Regions from separate parts of the Mus musculus genome. Here region 1 is linked to region 2. The links are chromatin contacts, called in public Hi-C maps. All regions are on one chromosome and are shown on one strand. Each heading gives the region's core, a stretch centred on a gene start, on an enhancer-like site or on the middle of the called end of the contact. The rest is flanking DNA. Distances are from core to core; before and after follow the strand shown. Region 1 overlaps 2610035D17Rik (RIKEN cDNA 2610035D17 gene). Region 2 has its middle 64 kb from the start of Gm39461.

Region 1 (6,890 bases), core at 2,746-5,245, 930 kb before region 2:
ATCCAATAGATGTGGATATTGAGGCTCAGAGTTTGGAGTTTACCTAGTGTATAAGAGTGAGGAGATACCGGGATGGGGCTTTGGGTCTGGGTGAGGTAGATTGGAGTTTTAGAGCTGACATGCATTTCATCAATGGTAAATATTCTGAGCCCTGGGACACTGGTGGGGCCATGTCACCTTGCTTAGTTAGCTATTGTGTTACTTTGAGTTTTGTTTTTAGATAACAGGGTCGGGTCTTGCTGTGTACCTCAAGTTGCCTATGTGATTCCTCCCTTGAATATATAGCCCTCCCACCTCAGTCTACCAGTGTTGAGATTACAGGCCGGGGCCACGAAACCTAGCTCAAAGTCCGGCCCTCTAAGATGAGTCTCTGAGGTGGACACGTGGATCTGGTGGTCTGACAAGGCAGTTAGAAGCCAGGCTATGTTCCACGTGGCGGTACCTGGAAGAACCAGGCTGGAAGTTCGCTCACAGATGGGTGTCCCGGAAGCATCTCCGGGTGGCTTCCGAGCCGGAGGAGAGGCCACAGGGCTGCCAGCATGGGCCTGGCTGTATTTGGTTTTCTCTGACTGGATCTTTGTTTGCCTGCAGGCTTCGGCTGCCCAGGCTCTCGTGCCCTAGCTTCCTCTGCGCTGCATGAAGCGCTAGCCTGGTTAAGTAAACACTGCTAGAATATTACCTGTCTGTTAACCTGTCAAAATTGCTTTATAGCCCCTTTTATCTCTCTCCCCACCCCCACCCCCACCCCCACACAGAATTTCCCCAGAGTTCTCAGCACGCTCTCTGGTTCCTTTCCTTCCAGCCTTCCTCCAACCTACAAAGTGTCCCCACCCCCAGTCATTAAATATTGTCAGTTCTGCCACTGACGCCGCCTTGTTCGCCTGGTCCAGATAAATGGTTGTTGACTCTCTAATGCAGACCAAGGACACTGGGCTCCCAGCCTCATGAAAGTAGCCATGGTGCCTGCCAGGTGGGCCGAGGCCAGGGGGCTGCAGGGTGCGGGCTGCCTGAGCCCAGGAGGCCGCTCTAGCTCCTGGCCAGCAGCTGGCTGCTGGCGCCCTCCTTCCTTTCCTCCCGCCTGCCCCACCCTCTCTCTAAACATGACTGTATAAACTTGAGGGTCTTAGGGGAACGTCCAGTTCTGAGCCCAGTGGTCACAGAGCCCGAGCCCTGGCTCCATGCATACGTCTCATGCTTGATTGAACAAGGTCAGAGGCTCTTTAACAGAGAGTTGCTTCCTTTTTAGCTGTGGCAGAATGCATATAATATCAAATCAACAGTTTTAACCATTTTGCACAGTATAATTCAGCTGCAATAAGGACATTCACAGTATAGTATAGTTCTTACCACTGTCGCCTTTCTTAAGCTATAATTGCTATGCAAAAGTTGCATGTACTTGATAGACGCAATTTTGAAGGGTTTGGACATAGACACATACCATTCCAAAGGAAAGGGCACACCCATCAGGCCCTTGTCCCCATCCTCACCAGGTAGTCTGCCCCACCCATAGCAACCACCGCACTGTTCGTCTGTGCCATGCATGGATTTGCCACACAGCATCGCTGTGTGCCCTGTGTTCCTCTTACTGAGCAGGATAGCGTCAAGGTCCTGCCATCCATGTTTGCCTTCCAAAACCCAGGTCTTCCAAGGAACAGTGTGGCGACTGGTAGGAGCTGGTGGGTGACTCAACTTGTCTCTGGCAGCAGCTCCTTATTCCTGGCATGAGCTCCTGGTGTCACCGTCAATGGCTGAGTCGTCCCCCCCCCCACCTCCGTGTGTTCAGCGAGGTCATTCCTAATTTGCTGAAACGGCCAGGTCTCTCTTTTCCTTCTTCCCACAGTTACTGTCCTCCCAGGTTCTGTTTCCAAACCTGACATATCATGTGAAAGTCATGTATAACATTAGGGTGTGGGGTTGGAGTCCTGGCTCTACAGTCGCCTGGCTTTGTGATGTTGGTATCTCCACCCACAGAACAAGATGGGTGATCCACCTCCAGGGCCATGGTGAGTTCACTAACAGCAGTCAGTCACTGGGTCTGGTACCTGTGATATGGATATGTACAACCTACTGGCTATCAGTAAAATCTGGACTCAAGAAATTATCAGTATGGAACCCTCCACTTCTACCCTGTTGATGTTTGCCATGATTTTTGAGCGTTTGGAAAATTCTAGAAAGTTCATAGGACTTCAGCGTGTCTTTAAATTAGATGCACATTTGTAGTTTTCAGGACTCAGATCTGGGACAAAGAGGAAGTCTTGCTTCTACCCAAAACAGCAACTAAGTGGCCCTGTTTCTTCTTTCTTTTTTTTCTCATTTTTCTTTTGCCATCCTGTCTTTGGACTTTGTCCCAATCCACAGCCATTTTACATTCTCTCGTGTTTCAGTTTCACCAAGCTGACCTTGCAGGGCCATGGCCACAGGTGTATTAATCTTGGGTGACATGCAATGGGTTCCAGAAAGTAGAAAAGGATTCATAGGTCCCCCTGAGCCTCTTGCCCCTTTGTATGTTGGCAGAAAGCTAACTTTATGGACTCAAGTATGGTTCTGAGAAGTTGATTATTATGTTTATGCTGTTTATTGTTATATATTTATAATCTGATTAATCACGGTTGTTTATTTATCCTATGAGCTCACACTAAAGGCTGGGGAGACTTTGGTGGTCTTATGATGTCAGGTCCCATCTTGGCTCTCATGTGATTACGGAGTTGTGTAACCTCTTTGTTCATTTGGTTTCATGCCTGGGGATCATTGGCCCTTGGCCTGTGTGTCTTGTGGTGTAAAGGGAGGGGGTGGGCTGCCCTCTGGGTGGGGCCCACTGCCCAGCTGTGGCGCCCATTCTTGGCCAGTGTTCAGTGGCCTTTTGGTCAAGCATCTTCCTGGGGAAGGACCCAGAGGAGGTCAGTTATTGCCTTGCTTGGCTCTTTGAACTCACGTTTTGTATCCTAAAGGAGGGAGCTTTCATTTTTTTCTCAAATTTAAAAAAATAAGTGTCACATACTCAAAACAAAACGCTGTCCATTTCTTTCATAGCATCTCTGTGCCATTGTGAGTATAGATGTGTGTAGTTTTCATCAGAAAAGGGGATGCTGTGCACTTTATTTTCGAGTCAGAATTGGTGCTGTGTGGTGTATATACAGTAATAACCATCCTCAGTTGGTGTTTAGTGCAGTTTGACTTTTAGGGCAGGCTTTTCTGTCTAAGGTCCTCCTGAGAAGCAGGCTTGGAACACTGTGACTCTGAGTTCACAGCTGACTCCAGCCCAAACCTCTGATCACTGCCATTATTACAACCCTGGGACTCTTAAAGCAGCCACTGCCAGCACTGTGCTCAGGGGCTTCAGCACATGGGATGTCAACAGGTCTTGAACTGCAGCCGTTTCAAGCAAAATGAGAAGTAGCCTTGGTGACAGACACAGGTGAAGGACCCCTTTGCTTTCTGCTTTGGGGAAACTGAAGGAACACTGTTAGATCTTTGCCTGTGCATTTTAAGGGTGGTCATAGCTACAAGAGAGGCAAAAGGAGATCTAACATGCTTGCTCTTCCTTCCCAGAGCATATTCTTACAAGACCCTTGTGTGAACTGCACCGGGAAACAAGAAGGCGAATAAGTGGGCAGGGTCCTGAAGTGAGCTACCTGGCCTCAGCTCTGCTCAAATCTAGGTCCCCTCCCTCCTTCCTTCCCTCCCTCCATTTCCTCTCTTCTTCCCCTCCTTCTCTCTCCCTCCTCTCTCTCTCCCCTTCCTCTCTCCCTCTCTTTCTCTTCCCTCCTTCCTTCTCTCTCTCTCTCTCTTTCCCCCTCCCTCCTTCAGCCCTCTCTCCCTGTTTTTTTGTGTCATTCTCCCATTACCTGGGGTTGAATGTAGGGCTCACCATATGCCAGACAACCTCTCCTCACTTAGCTACTGCCCAGTTTCCATTTTCAGTCCCTGGGACAGGGTCACACTAAGTTCCCAGGTTGGCCTTGAATTCACTCCAGCCCAGAGAGACCTTGATCTTTTGATCTCTGTGCTACAGCGTCCTGAGCGTCCAGGACCCTTGGCCTGCACCACCAGTCCTGGTCTTACTCTCTAATTCTTGGGGTCACTGTGAGCCCTGGGCAAAGACTGTACCTTCTTTTCCAATCTCCAGGAGTCTCCCCTCAGGCTTTGGTGTAGGGAGTCCGGGCAGAGAGCTCTTCAGCGCCTTCCGGCTCACTGACTCCGTGATAAGGTTCCGATGGATGGATTGCATGTCAGGTTGCTTGGAAACAGGATGGAAACTGGCCAGGCAGCCCTCAAAGCCGTATTCCTGAGCTCCCAGGACCAGCAGCACATTTGAATGAGTCTGATAAAGCCCCTTTGCTGCCCCTCCTCCCCATCCAAAGAGGACATGAGCAGAGACGGGGCCTCCGCACAGATAAGCTTCGTGAAGGGAGATGGAAACATGCTTGGTTTTCTTTCTTTTTTCTTTTTTGTTTTTGTTTTCTGTCAGTTGTCTGATTTCTCTGCTGGAACAATTGTCTTGCCTTCAAGCCCCCAAGAGAGTGAAGCCAGCCTTAGTCCACCTTGGGGATAGAGGCTGGACAGAATATGCCTGCCCATCGAACACAGCAGGGGTCAGGGGGAACTTTAGAAGGCCCAAGAACAGCTTTGTCTCCTCGCAGCGGCTTGTGGGCTCATGGCCATATCCTGGCTGAGCGATTGTGTGTCCAGCTCACTGGGCCAGGGCTGAATCACCACGAATCCCCCACAGTGCTGGCAGTGGCTGCTTAAAGAGACCCAGGACTGTAATAATGGCAGTGCTCAGAGGTTCTGGCTGGAGTCAGCTGGAAGAAGTCTATCAGAGTCTCCTGAGAGATGAGGAAAGCCCAGGTCTGGCTGCTGGGGAAGAGATGAGTGGGGGGTCTCTAGACTGTGCTAAGAGACATTCTGAGCCTCAACAACTTAACATCTTAACGTCCAGAAGTTCCTTCTGCTAACACAAGCTAGCTGTTATCGAGGTTTTTCAGTTAGCTAATTCCTGAAATGTGTGTCTCTTTGGTGACCCATTTTGTAGCCGAGAAAGAGGCTTAACTTATCCAGAGTCAAGGGCAGATCAAGAGTTTCTTTGGCAGGGTCCAGCTCCATCATGGCTGTCTTGAGTTTGTTGGCTACCTTATACTGCAGATTGCCAACAGTTGGAAAGAGCATCCCAATTTGGACTTCTATATTTATTATGTTTGCTTAGTCAACATCGGTCCCCACCACTATGCTGGGGAGGTGACTGGGTTTAGTCCACATTGTGTCCCCAATGTCTGGTTGACAGCAGGCTCTTGGGCTATTGAGTGAATGACACCTGCCCACACTATGGCTAACCTTTATGGCATCTGGACTATGTCCACACGAAGGAAACTGTGAACATAGGCACCCAAATTCAGCCCCTTCTGGAGAAGACTGGCGTAGGAGCTGAACACCTCACAGCTCCCAACAGCTCATACCGTCTGTCATCTGCCCTGGGATGGCCTGGGTGGTGAGGGCAGGCTGCTTCCAGAATCATCTGGCATAGAAGCTCTCCCACCCTCCTCCACTCTGCTTACAACCCAGAAAGTAAATCACCCTACTTATCCTCTGAGAGGGGCAGGGAAGACTTGAAAGATTGGCAGTCACCCACAGTGCTCCCTCTGCCCGACTCTTTCAGCACTCTTAGATTCTTGTGCTACTTCACTGGGTTTGCCTACCCTTGCATTTATCTCTGGAAGGGTCTCATATTTCACAGTGGATCCTTCCCTTCTCTTCTCTACTCTACAGGAAATATGGGAGGTGCCTAGCTCTCTCTCTGTGCAGCAGGAGAACCTGAGAGGAGGGGAGGGGATAGCTCTTCTTCCTAGAAGCCATGGTTCCTGTGCCTAGCCACATATACTTCTTCAGTGTCCCCAGGTAGACCAGATGAACTAAGGAAACCAGATTAGAAACTCTGGAGTATTCTCAAAGTTATTTACATTGATAAATACAGAGTCTGAAAACAACGTGTCTGTTGGTGGTTTTCAGAGGGCAGAAACGTGTGGCTGTTTTTAAGATACTCATCTTGTTCTCTGATTTGGGGGACCAGACAGAAATACCCCTAAGGACTTCCTAAGGTTATCATTTTCTCAGCAGTTGTCCTAAAGCAAACCCTGGGGTCTTTAATGCCCACCTACTGCCACTGGAATAGAAAGAAAACTTGAAAACCTGAGTGTTGGGAACTTACTTATCCTGTGACATGGTCCTAAGTGGAATTCCCGGTACTCTGCCAGTGTCTTTGTGAGATCCTACCTGGAGCTTGCTGTACTTGCTGGCTGCCCCCTCCCGTCCCCCCATCTGCATCACCCCCAAAGAGGTCTGTTTCTGAACTCGTGGAGTTCCCGGTTGCCCAACCACACTAAGTTGTATTTGAGTAGAGGCCCTTTGATTAGATTCTGCCCATGGTAGAGCCCACTTCCCTACAAATCCAGAATATTCCAGTTTCACTTGCATTTCAATATCGGTTGATAAGAGTGAGTCACATAAGTGGCAACATCTTTAGATAGACTCATACATTTTAGACAAGTGTACCATTTCTCCCTAAAAAAGACTGTGGGAAATAGAGCTCTGATTTCTAAGGATTTTACCTCTCATTGCAGGGACATGTTGGGCCTGTACTTGCTAAGGTGAGCATCAGCCAAACAGAGAAAGTCTTGTTTTTATTTTCGCTCATTTTAGAGCTTTGATGAAGTACACTTGACAAATAAAATAGAATCTATTCAAAGATTACACATGATGGGACGATATGATATATATTCACATATATCCACAAATATATATTCATCCACACAATGTGCACACATAGTGAAATGATTACTATAATCAAAATAACCGGCACATCAATTACCTCTCATAGTTACTATGTCAGTTTGTTT
Region 2 (6,096 bases), core at 3,534-6,033:
GACCATCTACCCAATACAGCTCCCTCTCAACTTCAGGTTCTTTTTCATTTATGCATTTAATAATTTAACCAACCTAATAATTAGTGCTTTCCTACACCTTCATGGGCATGGGGTCCTCAACAGGGGAATGTGCCACCTATCAATGGTCACATTCTCAAAGAAAAACAGCCTTCTCTCTCCAAGCAAGGCCTTTCAATCTATCAAGATCTATTTTCTATACCTACAGTCAGGCCTTAATATATTGTTTCTTCTTTAACCACCAAACTCTAGAAACTCATTGAGCAAATCTCTCCTTCCTATGGAGGTCCAAGAAAAGGTGTGTATTAATCTTCTGGCTTCTTCTTCTTCTTCTTCTTCTTCTTCTTCTTCTTCTTCTTCTTCTTCTTCTTCTTCTTCTTCTTCTTCTTCTTCTTCTTCTTCTCCTTCTTCTCCTTCTTCTTCTTCTTCTCCTTCTTCTTCTTCTTCTTCTTCTTCTTCTTCTTCTTCTTCTTCTTCTTCTTCTTCTTCTTCTTCTTCTTCTTCTTCTTCTTCTTCTTCTTCTTCTTCCTTTGGAGAGGAAAAAGAAAATCAAGAAAGTCAAGAATTAAACAATGTACATTGAAGAAAACAAGAATATAGTATGCTGGTTTCTAGTGAGCATCTGAATAGGGCAGGCTATCAACTTCTATAATTCCAGCCCTGGAGGATCAGCCACACTCTTTTGGCTTCTGTAAGCAATGTACCTATAGAGTACACAGGCATCTGGAAAAAAATAAAATTATATCTATAATTGGAGAGGTTTTAGTGGGCATATTGTTTAGAAAACACTCCGTAGTCTTCCACAGAGAGAGAAAACTGGAAACTTCACAATGTTTTATCCTCCAGTGATGTAGCAAGTCTCGACCTTTTGTGCCACCATTGATTTCCCTAAAGTAATCTTCATGAGCCCTGTTACCTGTAGAAATCACTCACTTAAGGTCACACAAAATTCCATTTTACTATCAACTCTGCAAATGTCTCACCCAATCCCTCTCTGTTATGCCAGCTGTATGAATTGAACCCATACTGGCTAATTCAGACAAAGGAAGGGTGTCATTAGGAGCCCATCGAGACACTTCAGTCTTGCACTTAGTAGGTTTTCAACATGTATTGATTGGGTGAGGGGAGGCTACGCTGTGGTCAGTGTTCAACTTTTCCATCGAGTTTATTACTTATGGTTCCAAGCGTATTGCACAAGAGAAGAGAGCTACAGGTATAAAAACAGTTTATCCCTAATAGCTGGGTTGGAGTTGTTGTATATGGAACACCATGAATAGAAATATTGACAGCATATCCTGAAGCCCTCATGCTTAGTATTTACAGATCTTTACTTGGGAATAATACCTCAGCTTCCAAAGAGGAAACCCAGGAGCCATTTAGCACCATAAAAAAAGCACTCCTAACAGAAGTGATCACCTTGGTAGCTGTCAAGGGAAAGTGTCTTTGTTTTTGGTGGATTGCAATGAATAGACTCAGCCTTTTACCAGACAATATGCGATTGTTATTATGAAGCCAACTGGACAAAGGGGAAGAGCTCCTATGCTCCTGGGAACCAGAGGGATTGGTTGAAACAAGATTTAGTAAAGGGATTATTCTTCGTTCTGATATTTTCCTACCAGGTTTGGATCCGATTCAGTGGTCACCCTGAGAACGACTTAGGTTTCCTGCAATAAATTCTGAGGACACAGACAACCATCTTCACATGGCCACAAGGAGTGAATGTGCCTGCTTTACTTAATGTCTTCAGTGTTTGTAATGACAGGTTCTGCTGTCAATCTAAATGAGAAGCCTGCATAGAAATATCTCTTAAACATGGCTTCTCGATGGTTTAGGTTCTCAGGCCCTTTGTTCTGCTTAAATAACAATAAGAGAGACAAAGGAAAATTAATAACTTACTGGGGTTACACAGTCTTTACTAGAGATATGATTTATCAATATTTGTTACAACAGTAATAACAAGGGAGAAATTAAAATGTACATTGATTAGTATATTTATAACACAAATAAGCATTTGTATGTTAATCTAAGTACCATTCTTTTAATGAGAAAGATTTATGCTTATCAAATGTAATTTAAAAAGTATAATGTGAATACTTGTGGAAATCTAATATCAGGCTTTTAAAGAGGCAACTGAGGAGGCTGGAGAAATGTGTCAGACAATAAGCTTGTTTGCTGTTCTTGCAGAGGATCCACATACCTTTTCAGTGTTCACAATTGCTATAACTTCAGCTCCAGGGGATTCGATGTCCCCTTCTAGACTCCAAAGGCACTCATGCATAGAAGCAAAAATACACCCATGCTCACACATAATTCAAACACACACACACACACACACACACACACACAGAGAGAGAGAGAGAGAGAGAGAGAGAGATATCATCTTAACCCTCCTGAATGGGTCTTCCAGCCCCTATCATGTTGTTCCATAGTGTACATGGTCATGGGAAGAATATTAGTTCATTAAGTTACTTAGATCTATTAAATATTGACAAACCTCATTGTATGAGACAGTCACACTGTTTTGCCATCAGCAGTCATGGCAAAGGGTCTGCACTAATGACATGCTGTCAAGTGTGTGCGATAGTGATGTTTCCTCCCCACGTCTTCATTTTTCACTGGAAAGCTTATATTTTATGGTTAGAATAAAGCCTGCTCTACTGGTACCATTGCTTAGCATGCAACATCTATAGTTTAACATTGCAAACAAACGCTGCCTCTTGTTTTCCTGGGAGTGACAGATTTGTTGCACTCATTTTGAAAAACTGTCTGCTAAATATCCACATCTGAGTGATCATAATTAAGCTCTTTTTTTCCAAATAAAAGTGTCATTTTTTTTGAAACTCTGGTCTATAGTTTATTTTAATTCCCCTTAGTTTTCAATGCAGAAAGTAAGAAAAAGTTATACTTGTCTGAACTGATTACATGCAGTTGGAAAGAGGCATTATGAAAATTCTAGATATAGCAACAATCAATGATTTCTATTACTTTATCAAAATTTGCATGAAATTGCCTTTTTTGGGGGGGGTGGTTTGAGACAGGGTTTCTCTGTATAGCTCTGGCTGTCCTGGAACTCACTTTGTAGACCAGGCTGGCCTCGAATTCAGAAATCCACCTGCCCCTGCCTCCCTAGTGCTGGGATTAAAGGCATGTGCCACCACGCCCGGCCTAAAATTGCCTTTTTTTAAAAGAATGAAATTGTCTTGATTAATAGCAAAGGACTTAAGTGTGGGAATTCTGTGCACATGAGAAACACAGGGAACATGTTCAACCATATGTCTGCATTATCATAAAAAGTAATTTTTAAGTAATTTTAATTACATTCTCTCTCTTTCTCCCCCCCCCCCCCGTGTATGTCCTGGTCTATATAATGAGTTCAAGGCTAGCTTGCTCTGTGTGAGTGTGTGTGTACTCTGTGTCCTGTTACTTATGTGGAGGCCAAGAAACAACTTACATGAGTCAATTTTTTATTTCTACCAAGTGGTTTCTAGGGGGAAATTCAGTTCCTCAGGCATGACTGCAAGCTCCTTCACCAAGTGAGCCATCACACAAGGCTCAGAACTTAACTTCTTGGAAAAATGTAAAATCGTTTCTCCTGGAAAACTCTGGACTATAATTTGAGGTAGCAATTTGTTTTGTGAAAATATTCTTTCTTTCTTTCTTTCATCCTTTCTTTCTTTCTTTCTTTCTTTCTTTCTTTCTTTCTCTCTCCCTCTCTTTCTTTCTTTCTCTCTCTCTTTCATTCTTTCTTTCTTTCCTTATCTTTCTTTCTTTCTTTCTTCCTTCCTTCCTTTCTTTCTTTCTTTCTTTCTTTCTTTCTTTCTTTCTTTCTTTCTTTCTTTCTTTCTTGTTTTCTTTCTTTCCTTCTCTTTCTTACTTTCCTTTTCTTTCTTTCTTTCCCTTTCTCTCTCTCTTTCTTTCTTTCTTTCTTTCTTTCTTTCTTTCTTTCTTTCTTTCGTTATTTCTCTCTCCCTCCCTCTCTCTCTCTTTCTTTTTTTCTTTCTCCCTCCCTCCCTTCCTCCTCCTCGTTCTCCTCCTCTTCCTCCTCCTCCTCCTTCTTCTTTTCTCTCTCTCTCTCTCCTCTCTCTCATTCTTCTTAAGTAAAAGCAGGATGATCTCTGACAGTTGAGGAAGGCAACACACTATCATAAACACTATACCAGCACTTACTGTAAGTTGGGGACTGAACGATTTTGTGTTTTGCTGAAGTAGATATTTCTTACATCTGTATCCCAGGTGACCTAGTCCAGGGTCCCTTCTACTAAATTTCTCTGATAATTTATCACTCTCTGGATTTGGAGGGAGGGGCACAGCAAACAGGTAGCTATGGGGAAGGAGGACAGCTGGTCCGCTCTTCGTACTGTGTCTATGTGTCAGTGGATGATAACAGTTCCCGTGACTTGATAACACCAGTATACTTTGTGGGGGTGATTTGACTCTAAATAGTATTCATCTCTCAGGCCTCAGCTTTTAGGGAAACCTCTTACTTTATTCTCTTCTGCCTGCCTACTGGTATTTCTGGTTAAATTCAGTCACCTTCTCTGGGAAAGTAGTTCATTACCCTTGAAGCAAAGATACATAGATACATACGTACATACATACATCTTAGAAAGAGCAACAGCCAAGCTACCAATAGACATGGATCAAATGAGCTTGGGGCAGATACTGGCAATGTCTCAGAAATGTTTTCCTGATTTCCAGGGAGATTGCTCATATGAAAACTAAATGATGCTTGCCAAAGCTTTGGCTGATTCCAGGGTGAGATGTCCAAAGTCTACAGTATAAACTGTCTTTCCCAGTTAGTTCAGCCAAATCAGGATGGTGGAAAAGTCAGACTGTGGTAGGGCCGATTGGTGAATCCTGACTCTATGAATACATGGAAAATTGAAGTTTCCAGGGAGGTGTAATTGGCACCTTAGAGGAGAGCCAAATTAACTTTTAAAAAGCCGAGAGAGACTAACAATCCCTGGAGAAGACTAATTTTGGAAGCAAACCTGTTAAGAGGACACTGGTCAGTCCAGAGGACAAGTGGCCCAATGACCTAATTACCAACTCGCAGGGAAAAAATGAAACCAGTCCTTGGAAAATTGCGTCAATATCATGACCTTTTGTGGGCACTATTTTTAAAAATACCCATGGCTATCCTGAAAATGTTCCTTTCTTCATGACTAACCACATGCTGAAGGCCAGTTTCATTTTCAAAATACAATAACAAAGTTCTTCATGTTTAAGGAGAATCCCACTGAAAGTTCTAGGCTTGAAATTAATTGAGTAGTTAATGAAACGAGTGATTATAGCTTCCCCTGAAAATTCACTTGTGTACAGATGTGATCAGCTCCTCTCATTAATAGATTGGCAGGCCAGGGAGTCCATCCATTTTTTTTTCAGGCCAGACCTCCCTTGCAAGAACATTATTATTTACTGTTGCATTCAAATGATCTAACAAGTGTTGGGAAGAGAGCTCAGTTAATTATATGTTTATGGTGTAAGCATGGATATCTGAGTTCAAATTCCCATCAACCTCACAAAATCTGGGCAGCATGATACCCATCTAGATAGCCTTGAGACTTTGAGGAGGAGGGGCAGACACAGGAGACACCCTAGAGTTCAACAGAGACCTGCTTTAGATAAAAAAAAAATAACTAGAAGTTCAGTGAGATGTGCTGTCTCAAAAACTAAGCTGAAGAGGGCCTGAGAAAGCAATTCTATGTCAAACTTTGGCCTACGTGTACACATACACACATGTGCATGTGCACCAACACATACATATAAATACATCACATACATGTACAACACATATACACACTTAAGCACGTGTACACACATATCACACATACACAAGAATAAATGAATAAACAAATAAATACGTGTTCTATCAATTTCTCTTATCTGGATAGATGCCTTTAGTCCCTCTACCTTTAAAAAGAAAGCCAGAAACATGACCCTAAAAAGGAGTGGGAAATTGTCCAATGGGCCTTACTCCAGTGTGTGTGTGTGTGTGTGTGTGTGTGTGTGTGTGTGTGTGTGTGATCATGATCCTGGAGCCACAGAGGGAAATGCATCTACGTGCAGGTAATGTGA

The links. Hi-C and Micro-C count contacts between places; a contact is called where the count stands out from the background.
Region 1: a Hi-C map of liver shows a contact between it and region 2, with 4 times the contacts expected there. The contact joins two enhancer-like sites. A contact is called at or near these places in 7 of 484 Hi-C or Micro-C datasets (the AML12 cell line, the C2C12 cell line, embryonic stem cells and 3 more).

What each region holds. Positions count from the first base shown.
Region 1 is chr11:113,141,801-113,148,690 of GRCm38.p6, reverse strand. All of the region lies in intron 1 of 2610035D17Rik (RIKEN cDNA 2610035D17 gene), which reads left to right. The region is part of intron 1 of LOC115487747 (a long non-coding RNA gene); the gene reads left to right. Among named protein-coding and RNA genes, the nearest start is that of Gm39467, 11 kb to the right of the region's middle. Within about 2 kb of position 3,995, at least 94 of the 459 cell types and tissues checked have an H3K27ac peak or open chromatin away from gene starts, as enhancers often do. A contact at or near this core is called in liver, where this site is marked.
Region 2 is chr11:112,218,193-112,224,288 of GRCm38.p6, reverse strand. No RefSeq gene overlaps it. Among named protein-coding and RNA genes, the nearest start is that of Gm39461, 64 kb to the right of the region's middle. Within about 2 kb of position 4,783, at least 2 of the 459 cell types and tissues checked have an H3K27ac peak or open chromatin away from gene starts, as enhancers often do. A contact at or near this core is called in liver, where this site is marked.